Linked DNA regions of Danio rerio: region 2 is linked to region 1. The links are chromatin contacts, called in public Hi-C maps. All regions are on one chromosome and are shown on one strand. The core of a region is the stretch at or near the end of the contact, and the rest is flanking DNA. Distances in the headings are between cores, read along the strand shown. Region 1 has its middle 4.2 kb from the start of foxn3. Region 2 overlaps ston2 (stonin 2).

Region 1 (5,734 bases), core at 1,366-3,865:
TTATTCCCGAACAAATAAAGTTCAGTTTTTTGCATGATTTTTTTCAACTTGATTCATTGGACAGGTTTAGCAGTAGAATATAAAAATACCCCAGAAATCACTTTATGGCTGTAGGCAACAACACGACTGTTTACCAGGGTTCTGCTTAGTGCAGAAACATATTCATATTTCATTCTCAGTAAGTGTTGCCTGAAATATCATTTGAAAAATGCATATTTCTAATCCTTTGATTGCACTAAGCAAGCACTTCACTCAGGAATTATGCTACATTAATTCACTTAAGTGCCTCGGGCAAAATATTATATGATGAAGACATTCATCTGGGTTTTGTATTTTTTTTTTCTTCACCAAATTCTTTCGGAGATGTTACAGGGGAAGGTGGAGTAATTAACTGAGAAGAACTTTAATTGTGTTATTTTTATGACTGCTGTATGAAACTCATAAAAAAGCCTGTGATATGGTGGACACATTCATCAACAATTTCTCTCTCATTATAATTTTTTTTATAATTATTTTTTCTTTGATTTAGGTAGTATAAATAAAGTGCCTTCTGATTTGTTTTCTAAAATGAGCATTTTTCTCAGCCTTCTTTGTTTGTTCATTTATTTCACTTTAAAGATCCCATGAAGTATTTTGAAGTATGCATTTTTTTGTTTGATGTAATCTAAACTGAAACATAAAGAGAGGGTGGGACATAGTGTAGCCCCTCCCTGAAAAAACTGCTAATAACATTTTGCTTTATCACCGCTTTGCCAGTGTGAGTGGCTGAGCTCAAGCACATCAAATGTGTATCGTCTTGAAGGGGTGGGGTATGTCAGATAATAGAAAGCATTTGATTGGTCACAATTTGATGAGAAAGTGATGTATGAGGTAATGTGAAAAAAAACTACTTGTTTTTATCAGTTTTTTGGAGCTTAAAGATATCCTAAAAACTAACAATACTTCTACTAACATCTAAAAATCTTTATTTTTATTTCATGGGACCCTTAAAGACAATTAAAATAACCTATTCTTTGCATAAAAGTGAAATTATACACAGAGGAGCCTTAGACAAATGCTGATTTTAGAAGAAAGCATCAAAGGGCACTTAGAGGTTTTTGCAACTCTTCAAATGGAAATTAGCAAACCACAACCAAAAAGTCTAGACATTTTAAAAATTTTCGTGATCTTTTTTTTTTTTTTTAACCATGATTAAGGAAAATTATGGAAAAGTCTTTGGAACATTCTCAGGTGGTTTATTGCTTCCCTAAATCTATACAATCTAAAATCAATCTATAAATCTAAACATCAATATGATCTCAGACACTTATGTTCAATAAATAGTTGCATTTGTTAATGATTATAAACGGTTCTCCTGCTAAGTAATATAGTTCATTAGCTCAACTGCTGGCTTTTGATAGTTGCCAAGCAACGTAATGATCAGCCATGAGTGTCAGTGCCCATTAATATAGAATTGAGTTGACATCTAATCACAGGTGTTACATCGTTGCTTATTCAATCCTGTACTACCAGTCTGTGTAAAGGAAACCTATTATGCAAATATCACTTTTATAAGCTTCTAATGGTAAAAATATTTCATTTTTTTTTATTATCACACTTTATAAAAACTGTCTGCAGAAACACTTTGATTGACATTCTTCCTTTGTACATGTCATTAGATGGTTATGGTTAGATGGTCATTAGAAAGTACCGCCCATTAGTGATAGCATAAACAGCCCTGAGTGAGAAGCAGGTAAAATCTAGATACTACAGCTGTGAATAAGCATGTCAATATAACATCATTTGTGTGACACTGTATAACAATTAATATTATTTCTACAGTACTCTGATGGTTGGGTTTAGGGTTAGGGTAGGGGTAAAAATAAAATAAAAAATTGGGGGTAATTTATTTAATAACAAATAATACTTGGCACAACTATTGTTTTTACATAATTGTGACGATTGGGTTTATAGATAAGGTTGTGGTAGACGTTAATAAAATATAATTAATCGGAAATTTAAAAAAATGATATAAATCTTAATTTCTTGTTGAATTTGTTAAAGTTACATAATTTTTCTGGGTCAAAAGTATCGGTTTAGGCACCGTCTTGGCACCGATATTAAAAGTATCGATTTAGCACCGGTATCGAAATAACCACAAACAATACCCAACCCTACGTTTATACTGTACCTCTGCCCTTTTTGAAAAGAGGGCTGGGAGCACAATCTTATTTGAATTTTAAAGCGACAGTCATCAAACATGATAACTTTTAAATCAAAGCCTAAAAGGGGAAGTTTAAAGTGTTTTAAAATATTATTTGTGCATTTTGAGCTGAAACTTCACATAAACACTCTTGTAGCATCAGAGACTTATTTGACATCTTGTTAAAAGGGGCATAATACACCCTCTTTAGTCACTATTGTGAAATTATGAGAGTTCTACAAACATTTTGTACACTTTTTTTTTTTTACAAACATAATTATCCTTTCACTTTTACTTTTTTTATGTTTCGTTTTTGCAGCCTACACAGACGTATGCTGCTATTTTTGTGTGTGTAGTGGCTCTTAAACATTAGCACTGGGGAACACAAACAGAATTCCGTCCTACAGCTGCTGCAAATGCTGGATCTTTCTGCCAGACGTTCAGAGGCCAGAGCATTTGGCAGCTCTGTTGGTTTCTGTTACTGAGACGTTATTGAACATGATTAACTGCTTGATCTGAAAATGTACAGTTTAGGAAAGCTCTCGTGCACACAAGTCTGGCTTCATTCACATAATATAAAAGCCAATATGTTTAACACATCAGTCAAGTCCTAGTTTTTGATGTAGAATAAATGTGCTATATATATATACATACATACACACACACACACACGCACACACACACACACACACACACAGACACACACACACTTCTAAACATAATAGTTTTAATAACTCATTTCTAATAACTGATTTATTTGATCTTTTCCATGATGACAGTAAATAATATCTTATAAATAATATCTTATTCAAGACACTTCTATACAGCTGAAAGTGACTTTTAAAGGCTTAACTAGGTTAATTGGGTTGACTAGGCAGGTTAGGGTAATTAGGCAAGTTATTGCATAAAGAAAGAAAAAATATAGCTTAAAGGGGCTAATAATTTTGTCCCTAAAATGGTTTTTAAAAAATTAAAAACTTCTTTTATTGTAGCCAAAATAAAACAAATAATACTTTATCCAGAAGAAAAAATATTATCAGACACACTGTGAAAATTTCCTTGCTCTGTTAAACATCATTTAGAAAATATAAAAAAAGAGAAAAACATTCAAAGGGGCTAATAATTCTGACTTCAATATGAATAAGTAATCATGCTACATTTTTTGTTATATTTTAAGATGCTAAAAATATAAAGTATAAATGATTTAAATTACAATTATTTGCATGTATGTTTATATATATATATATATATATATATAGCATACATAACTATATACTGTAACATATTTCTAAAGGTGCAGATGTTGCTAACAACCAAAAATCTAATTAGTTTACAAACGAAGTTATGTGTTACAACATTGAAGTCTGTAAAATACTCACACCTGAGCAATTCATGACTTCATTATCTATATGAGAGGCGTGTTTAAGCTGTTAACTCTAAGTGGCTAAAAAAACCCTCCTAATTAAAATGAGTTCAACTTTGTGGTTTAAAAAAGGGTGATAAAAGTTATAAATAGTTAAAATGACAAAAAAAATTCCTTTCGGGGCACAACTGTTACTTTTTAAGTCAAGATATTTAATCCCTCTTTTTTTAAATTTGCCTGATTTTTGGTAAAAAATAAATAAATAAATAAATATTTTAAGTGACTAAAAAAAATCCTAATTAAAATGAGCATAAATAAATGGGTATGAATAGTTAAAATTGCAATTATCTCAGGGCTTAACTGTTACTTTTAATGTAATATCATTTAATTATTCTTGTAAATTTGGCTGATTTTTGGTAGATAATGTATTGTTATGCTTCATATATAATCTTTGACCAATTTACAAAAAATCATAATCATAAAAAACAATTACATATGTTAATTATTAATTTGAAAATAGTGGACCAAATGGGTGCAGTGCGCTGGGTTGTAACATCACTCCTGACAGCCAAATGTTAACTAAAATATTCAAACTTGTATACTTGCTATTGTAACAACAAAGTGTTTGAGAGAAGAATAAATTGTCCAAGAACAACATTACTTTCTTTCTCCATCAGATGCAGTTTCGCCCTCAAGAAAAAGCACTGGTGCATGACGTCTCCATTTGTGTCCCGGGCCCCATCTCATGGTTCAAGGCAGTTCCCCAAGGTTTATGGTAATCCACTGGGTTTACATTAGGAGCACATTAGTCAACTTTTATTTAGATAAGAGCCAAAATTTCAGTTCAGACCCTTTAAGGTCCTCACGAGGCATTTTCACAAACGAATTCAGGGTATTTTGCAAAGATTCCCCCCTTTCTTTCAATCTGTTTTTCGCAAAGAAATGAGAAGCACAGTTACAAAGCCCCCTGCTGAGGAGGTGGACTGAGCCTCCAGGCTGATCATATGGCCGGCGGCCTGATTCGTGCAGCTCTTGACAGATATAAGCAGCCCAAATTTCCCCCTGTTTTGCAGTCTGCTGCTCCATGTGTTGCTTATATTTATAGCCTTGGCTGTAGTGTCCGTGCACATAATAGTTTTAGCATCGCTGCCACATTTCCAATAGCAAACACTGCAGAGTGCTAGCATAGGATTGAAGGGTTTAAATATTTAAGTGTTTTTAAAGGACAGAGCTTAAACGAGGCTTTTAGTGGCTGTTGTGATTCTGTTTTGTAAAGATAAAGACAAATCAAAAGTAGAGGTTTTAAAGCTGGGAAATCAAACGAGAAAGACTTTTGTTTTATGATTTGTGTGCTTTGATGCTGCTGACATAATGGAGGGATTTAGTTATGACACACTTTAGTCCTACTTGAGTCATTTATCTGGATTTGAGTTAAAACAAAAGAGCAAAATAGATACCCCTTGTAGAAACCTTGTTTTAAAGTAGTGATTCAAATCAGTCTTTGCATTTTTTTTTAAAATCATATTGAGACGTTTGATAGAATATCCAAGCTGCTCTTTTGCATAATAAAAAACTGTACTGTCTGTCTCTGAAAAAGAAACAATGCAAATAGCTTAAATGACTTGTGGACTTTATTATATATTTGCTGTTGGTCACAATACATGTCAGACGCCATCAGATTTGGCCTCGATGTCCAATCTTCTAATTAACATTGAACAGAAATGTGATCATAAATCAATGAATTGGCTAGGATCAACCGAGGCTCATTCTGTACATTCATGTACACAGTACCCCATGTACATTTCTTGAGAGTGAGCAAATTACATCCCAGGAAATCCAATAGAGGCCACTGTCGACTGACTAACTAACTGACTGACCAACCGACAGACCACCCCCACCCTCCCTCTTCCCTAAACCCAACCAATAGTGTTTTCAAAAGCATTGATTGACCCACCCACCTCATTCCCTAAACCAAACCAGTGCTTTCAAAATCATCGAATGACCCGTACACCCCTTTCCTAAACCCAACCAGTGTTTTCAAAATTATCAATTGACCCGCCCACCCCCTTCCCTAATCCCAACCATTATTTTCACACTCATTGATTGACCCGCCCATCCCCTTCCCTAAACCCAACCATTGTTTTCACAAGCATCGATTGACCCGCCCACCCCCTTCCCTAAACCCAACC
Region 2 (5,734 bases), core at 2,358-4,857, 230 kb after region 1:
ATAATACGAATGTTTCTCGAAATAAAATAAATTGTGCTCAGTAGGGAAAAAAGTTTTTCGTTTTACTCAAACATTTAAGAAGAACATATTTTAGAGCAGTGATCACAATACAGTCTAAGTCTTATATTAAAGGTCACCGAAGGTATATCCGAAATGTATATCCGAAAGTATATTATGCTTTTTAACAGACTCTCTAATTTTGTGGCTTCAGTCATTGTTTAGATACTCTTTTGAATCTGGAAGAATTAACAACTTAAATCGAAATATATACATATGTATGTATGTATGTATGTATGTATGTATGTATGTATGTATGTATGTATGTATGTATGTGTGTGTGTGTGTATGTGTGTGTGTATGTATGTATGTATATATATTGTTAATCGTTTTATATGGAAAATAATTATAGAGATCATATTTTTGCCATATACAAGTCCTAGTAGATAGTGAGAAATTTTACTAAATAATTAAAGTTCTTACATATCAACAGTCTTCTGTGTCTAAAATGACTAAAAAGTTGATTATTTAGCTATCCTTTTTTCATAATGCAAAAACTTTAATTCTGAAAAATATTTTCTTATGTATTCAATCACACAATAATCCTCTTTTAAATGCATCTGTGGCAAGTGGAAATTTTACATTTATGCATTTGTCTATAAATCATAGTTGATTAGAATCTGCCTTCTTCTTGTAGTGGAAATGTCTTTCAGAAAATGGACAAAAATAGTCCAACCATTGTGACTCTCATTAGGTTTCAAAAATAAACTCAAAGTACTCTGGAATGACAGAGGAGGTCATCCGTTTTCTTGTTTATAAGATTAAGTCTGCCTCATATGTATGACATGTCCCTTCCTCCCTTCCTGGTTATTCCTTTGAGAAAGTTATTCAGCTAATTATAATATCAGTGGTCAAATTTTATATTAAAGTGGCTTCTTTGTCTTCTTTTTTCATTGACAGATTCTTCTTTGTGCCAAGACGATGAAGGAATGAACATGGATTCATTCAACTGGACAGCAAATAACCAACACACCAATGGCCAAGCTTATGTCACCTCCAACCGCTTTGCCAGCTGGGTTACTTTTGATGAGGATGAGGACTCTGTGTTACAGCCTCCGGGGAGGCCGTCTAATATAAAACTGCATAACCTCAACAATTCTCCTCTGCAGGATGCCAACAGCAACCTGATTCCCTCTTTATTTTGTGGCCAGATGCCAGAGAGACACATCCTGGACTTGACCCCTGATGGCAACAATTCAATCTTTGCGTTTGATAACACATTATCAAAAAACAGCGTCCCTTACAACAAGAAGAACCCTTTCTTAGATGATGACTTCTCCAACCTAAAGCCCTCTCCTATTAACCCCTTCAGTGCCTATTTTGACGAAACAGACTTGAAAACTTCCCAAGGCATTGGCTTGTGTTCAGAGGCATCGGATGTGTCTGCTTTCAGCTCACCTTTCTTTGGATATCAAAATGCTGATATCAAAAGGGAATCTATTTTGCTTTTTCCACCTCAGAAAGACTCTGCAATTGAAAAAGATAGTGTCCAGTCAAGCTTTCCTGTAGATGGTCTGAATCAGCTCAGGAATATACACATCTCTGACCCTGACCGTGATGATAGTCCTCCTTTACCTGATTCAGTGGATGAAGCGGACTCCACTGATTCCACTTATGAACCACACCACATGACACCTCAGGAAGGCTGGCCGATGCTCCTGCGTATTCCTGAGAAGAAGAACATCATGTCCTCACGTCACTGGGGACCAATATTTGTCAGGTTGACGAACAGCGGCCAGCTGCAACTTTTCTATGAGAAAGGGCTGGAGAAGCCCTTTAAAGAGTTCCAGCTGAACTCCCAGCATGAAATATCAGAGCCCAAGCTTCAAAACTACGATGAAAATGGCCGGGTTCACACCATCAGTGTAGACCATGTGGTTTACAAGGAAAAGAGGAAGATCCAGCCCAAGGTCACAGTGGTTCATTTGCCTGTCAAAGAGCAAGTGGTGAAACTTGGGACTACAAACTACCAGGACTTCTTAAGCTTTCGTCACGCTCTACAGGAGAGACTTGTGGGCCTCTCGATGGACCAAGAAGGTCTCAACTGGCCAACGACTTACACTGAAGAGGAGGTCCATGTGGAGGTGAGGGATGACTTTTATGGGATTCTCTCCAAAGGAGACAGCCGGATCTTGGAGCAGCTGGTTTTTACCCGAGTGAACATGCTAGCCTTCTTGAATGGATCCCCACCTTGTAGTATCGGCCTCAATGATATCCAGATCAAAGGTAAAGAGGTGGTTTCTCGGCATGACATAATTCCTAACACAACCTCACGTTGGATTCAACTGCGGGACTGTCGATTGCATGAGTGTGCAGACCAGCTAGAGTTTAACGAGTCCCGAGCCATTACGTTCAGCCCACCGGTTGGCCGCCGATTTGAACTGCTTCGTTTCCGCACTCCGTTTGCCGAAAAAACCCTTCCCTTCACTCTGAGAACTGTTGCTTGTGTCAGGGGTGCAGAAGTGGAGATGCAGTCCTGGCTGATAATGTCAACCGGGTTCTCATCCAATAGGGATCCTTTAACGTTAACACCATGTGAGAATGTTGCAATTCGTTACCCCATACCAGAAATTTGGGCAAAGAACTTTAGGCGCGAGAGTGTGACGGGAGAGAAGTCTCTGAAGGCTCGATTCAACAAAGGAGCCAGCTTTGGTTCGACTAGCACATCAGGGTCTGAACCAGCCATGAGGGTCACACTCGGCACAGCCAAATACGAACAGGCCTTTAAGTCTGTAGTATGGAGGATTGGTCGCCTGCCGGACAAGAATTCAGGTGGGATTTTAGGGCTGAATTTGGTAATCATGTTGTCAAATGATAAGACAGCAGGAATGAACTTAGCATGCTGGAGTTGTCATATGTTCATAAGTCACACAGTAATAATTTCAGAATAGGTCACTTGTGAGTTCTTGTGAGTTCATATTATACCTAATATTATATATTTGGTCATACTTAATTTTAAGGTACAATTTTTTTAAACCACTTATGCTGCGTTCACACCAGACGCTGATGAAGCATCAAGCGTAAGCGGTTTACATGTTAAGTCAGTGCAAAGACGTGAATAAAATAATTTTAGTAAGCTACAAAAATATAGGATATAGGAGAAATAGGATTAGCATAGCATAGCCATGTTATGGTCTTTAAATCAAGATCATGCTTGCCTTGTTCTCCTCTGCTACTCTTGTCTAATAGAACTTTTTAATTCCATCTAAATTCTGTTTTTCATTTGATAAACCAGTTGCGACTTTTTCTTAGTGTCTATAGCCTGTATAGTGATTTTGCTGTTGCTCTAAAGTAATGCTACTTCTGCTTTCTTTGTATTGGCATGATGAGAATATTAGCATAGATAGTAGATTAAAGGTTTTAGTCTGAATAGATCCTCACAAACTCCCAATTCACAATGCAGTGCTAACAAGCAATGCCTCTTAATGCAGTATTGACTATCAATGCAAGTGCATTGGTGTAGAAATAATCTTTTATCCTGTTTTGTTGCTTTTCTGTGGTCATAGCATTTGCATTGCGACCAGTGCTGGTATTCTTTTTTTTTCTGTCAATGGCAAACGCTTTAGGCTTTTCAATAGTACATCAGCAGGGATCCCCTCCCCCTGCGTGAGCCTGATTGGTGAGACAAAACTCAAGCTGTCATTATCTATTAATTCACAGGCTCACTGTCTGACATCCCTGAGCTTCACAGTCCAGCACAATGAGCTTTCCTTAAACAATTTCTCTTTGTGTTTTCTTTGCTTTAGTAGGATTTCAAGGAATAGTGTGCAAACATTTAAATATCTGCTGTTCATTTATTCATCCTCAGGCAATTTAGCTTGTAGGTGACTTAGGGCTGGGTGAAACAGAAAAAAAAAGATCACAATATAATGTTTATTATCATTCAATAATTATTGAATATTTTTACAATCTTAGAAATATTAGGATTTTTTATTTATTTAAACATTTTATTTTAATTTACTAACATTACTAAGGCAAATAGTTTTAATAGTTTTTAATAAAAAATAAACAAAAATATCCTGTATCTTATGTCTTATAATAAAATTAACATAAGCGCTATAGAGACTCAAACTTAATAAGTAAAATGTACAAAGTGTGTGCAATGATAAAGTGTACATGCTGAATGATCAAAGCAAACTTGAAGGGCGGTCAACAGATCAACATCTGTAAGGTGTGATTAATAATGACACAGTACTACAAACTCTACTAACAAAACAAATTATGATAATCAAATCTGAGCTTTCAAGTAAAGGACACAACCATCATTATTTAATTACATATTGCAACATAGCAAATTGTGAAGTTGAGTGACTACATTACCCCATATTTAAAAAAAAAAATCTTTCAGATGGTGAGCTAATGGCTGGGATGCGCAAGAAAAGAAACCAAAAAGCCACTCTGGCAACATCCTTACATCCTTTTTTATACAGTCTCTTTACTACTGTTTTTCATGGCGCTCATTTTCGTGTGTGTTGCTATTCCTACGTGAGGTGCCGAAACCCAACCAGAGTCCGTTCACATGTTGCGTTTGAGGCCGTACTCACACTAGGTACAGTTGCCTCGAACCGGGCCAAAGCACGCTTGTCCCCCCTCCCGTCTCCCCCGACGGCCCGCGCTCACACCATATCGGGCCTCGGCACGCTTACGTCATCGCTGCTGCGCTGTTCAGAAGCGCTCTCTATGGCAAGCCTTTTTAGCATTTAAATCTTTGTTCTGACTCCATAAATATATTTAGAGATATCTCTAATTATATTTTGACTAGTCATAATTATAATTCGACTAGTCAGAATAACAATTAGAGATATCTGCAATTACAATTGTACTAGTACGAAATCAGATTGGAGATATCTGCAAATATATTATGACTAGTCATATTCCTCCATTGACTTCCATTGAAAAATATTTGCAGATATCTCTAAATGAGTTTTGACTAGTCACAATTGTAATTAGAGATATCTCTGAGTTTTTACTAGTCATAATACATTTGGAGATGTCTTTATCTTATTTATCTTATTAATTATTCATCATATTTAGAGATATTTACAAATCTATTTGAAGATCTCTAATTAATTTACTAATAGTCGAATTACAGTTGTAGATATCTTGAATTGGATTTTTGACAAGTCAAAACTCAGTTAGAGATATCTGCAAATATTTTTCAATGGAAGTCAATGGAGGAATATGACTAGTCATAATATATTTGCAGATATCTCCAATCTGATTTCGTACTAGTACAATTGTAATTGCAGATATCTCTAATTGTCATTCTGACTAGTCGAATTATAATTATGACTAGTCAAAATATAATTAGAGATATCTCTAAATATATTTATGGATAGTCAGAACAAGGTTTAAATGCTAAAACGGCTTGCCATACGCTGTCACTCAGTAGCACAGTGGAGATTTCTCTAGTTATATCGTTTCAGTCGTTTGATATGCCGTCAAATATTTCGCCAAACAGTCCTTAGGGATGCGGTGACACGCAGTCAGATATTTCGCCGAACAGATCCGCCACTTTTGGCGCTCATAAACAATCATTAAGCTCTCGTGCTGCAGGAATGAGGAGGTCTGCTGAAGGCGCGCAGCTGGCGTTCTGTGAGGAGTTTGCGTCTTTAATAAACTACGGCAGTTTGCGTTCACTGAACAGTAAGAATGATTAATAAATCCATATGAAACA

What was found. Hi-C and Micro-C count contacts between places; a contact is called where the count stands out from the background.
Region 2: a Hi-C map of an unstated tissue shows a contact between it and region 1, with 2.2 times the contacts expected there. The contact joins two enhancer-like sites. A contact is called at or near these places in 2 of 18 Hi-C or Micro-C datasets (caudal fin and an unstated tissue).

What each region holds. Positions count from the first base shown.
Region 1 is chr17:17,819,981-17,825,714 of GRCz12tu, forward strand. No RefSeq gene overlaps it. Among named protein-coding and RNA genes, the nearest start is that of foxn3, 4.2 kb to the right of the region's middle. Within about 2 kb of position 2,616, at least 3 of the 62 cell types and tissues checked have an H3K27ac peak or open chromatin away from gene starts, as enhancers often do.
Region 2 is chr17:18,053,399-18,059,132 of GRCz12tu, forward strand. It overlaps ston2 (stonin 2), which reads left to right. Exons shown (of 7, transcript NM_001033743.1): 5 at 958-2,829. Among named protein-coding and RNA genes, the nearest start is that of ston2, 38 kb to the left of the region's middle. Within about 2 kb of position 3,608, at least 10 of the 62 cell types and tissues checked have an H3K27ac peak or open chromatin away from gene starts, as enhancers often do.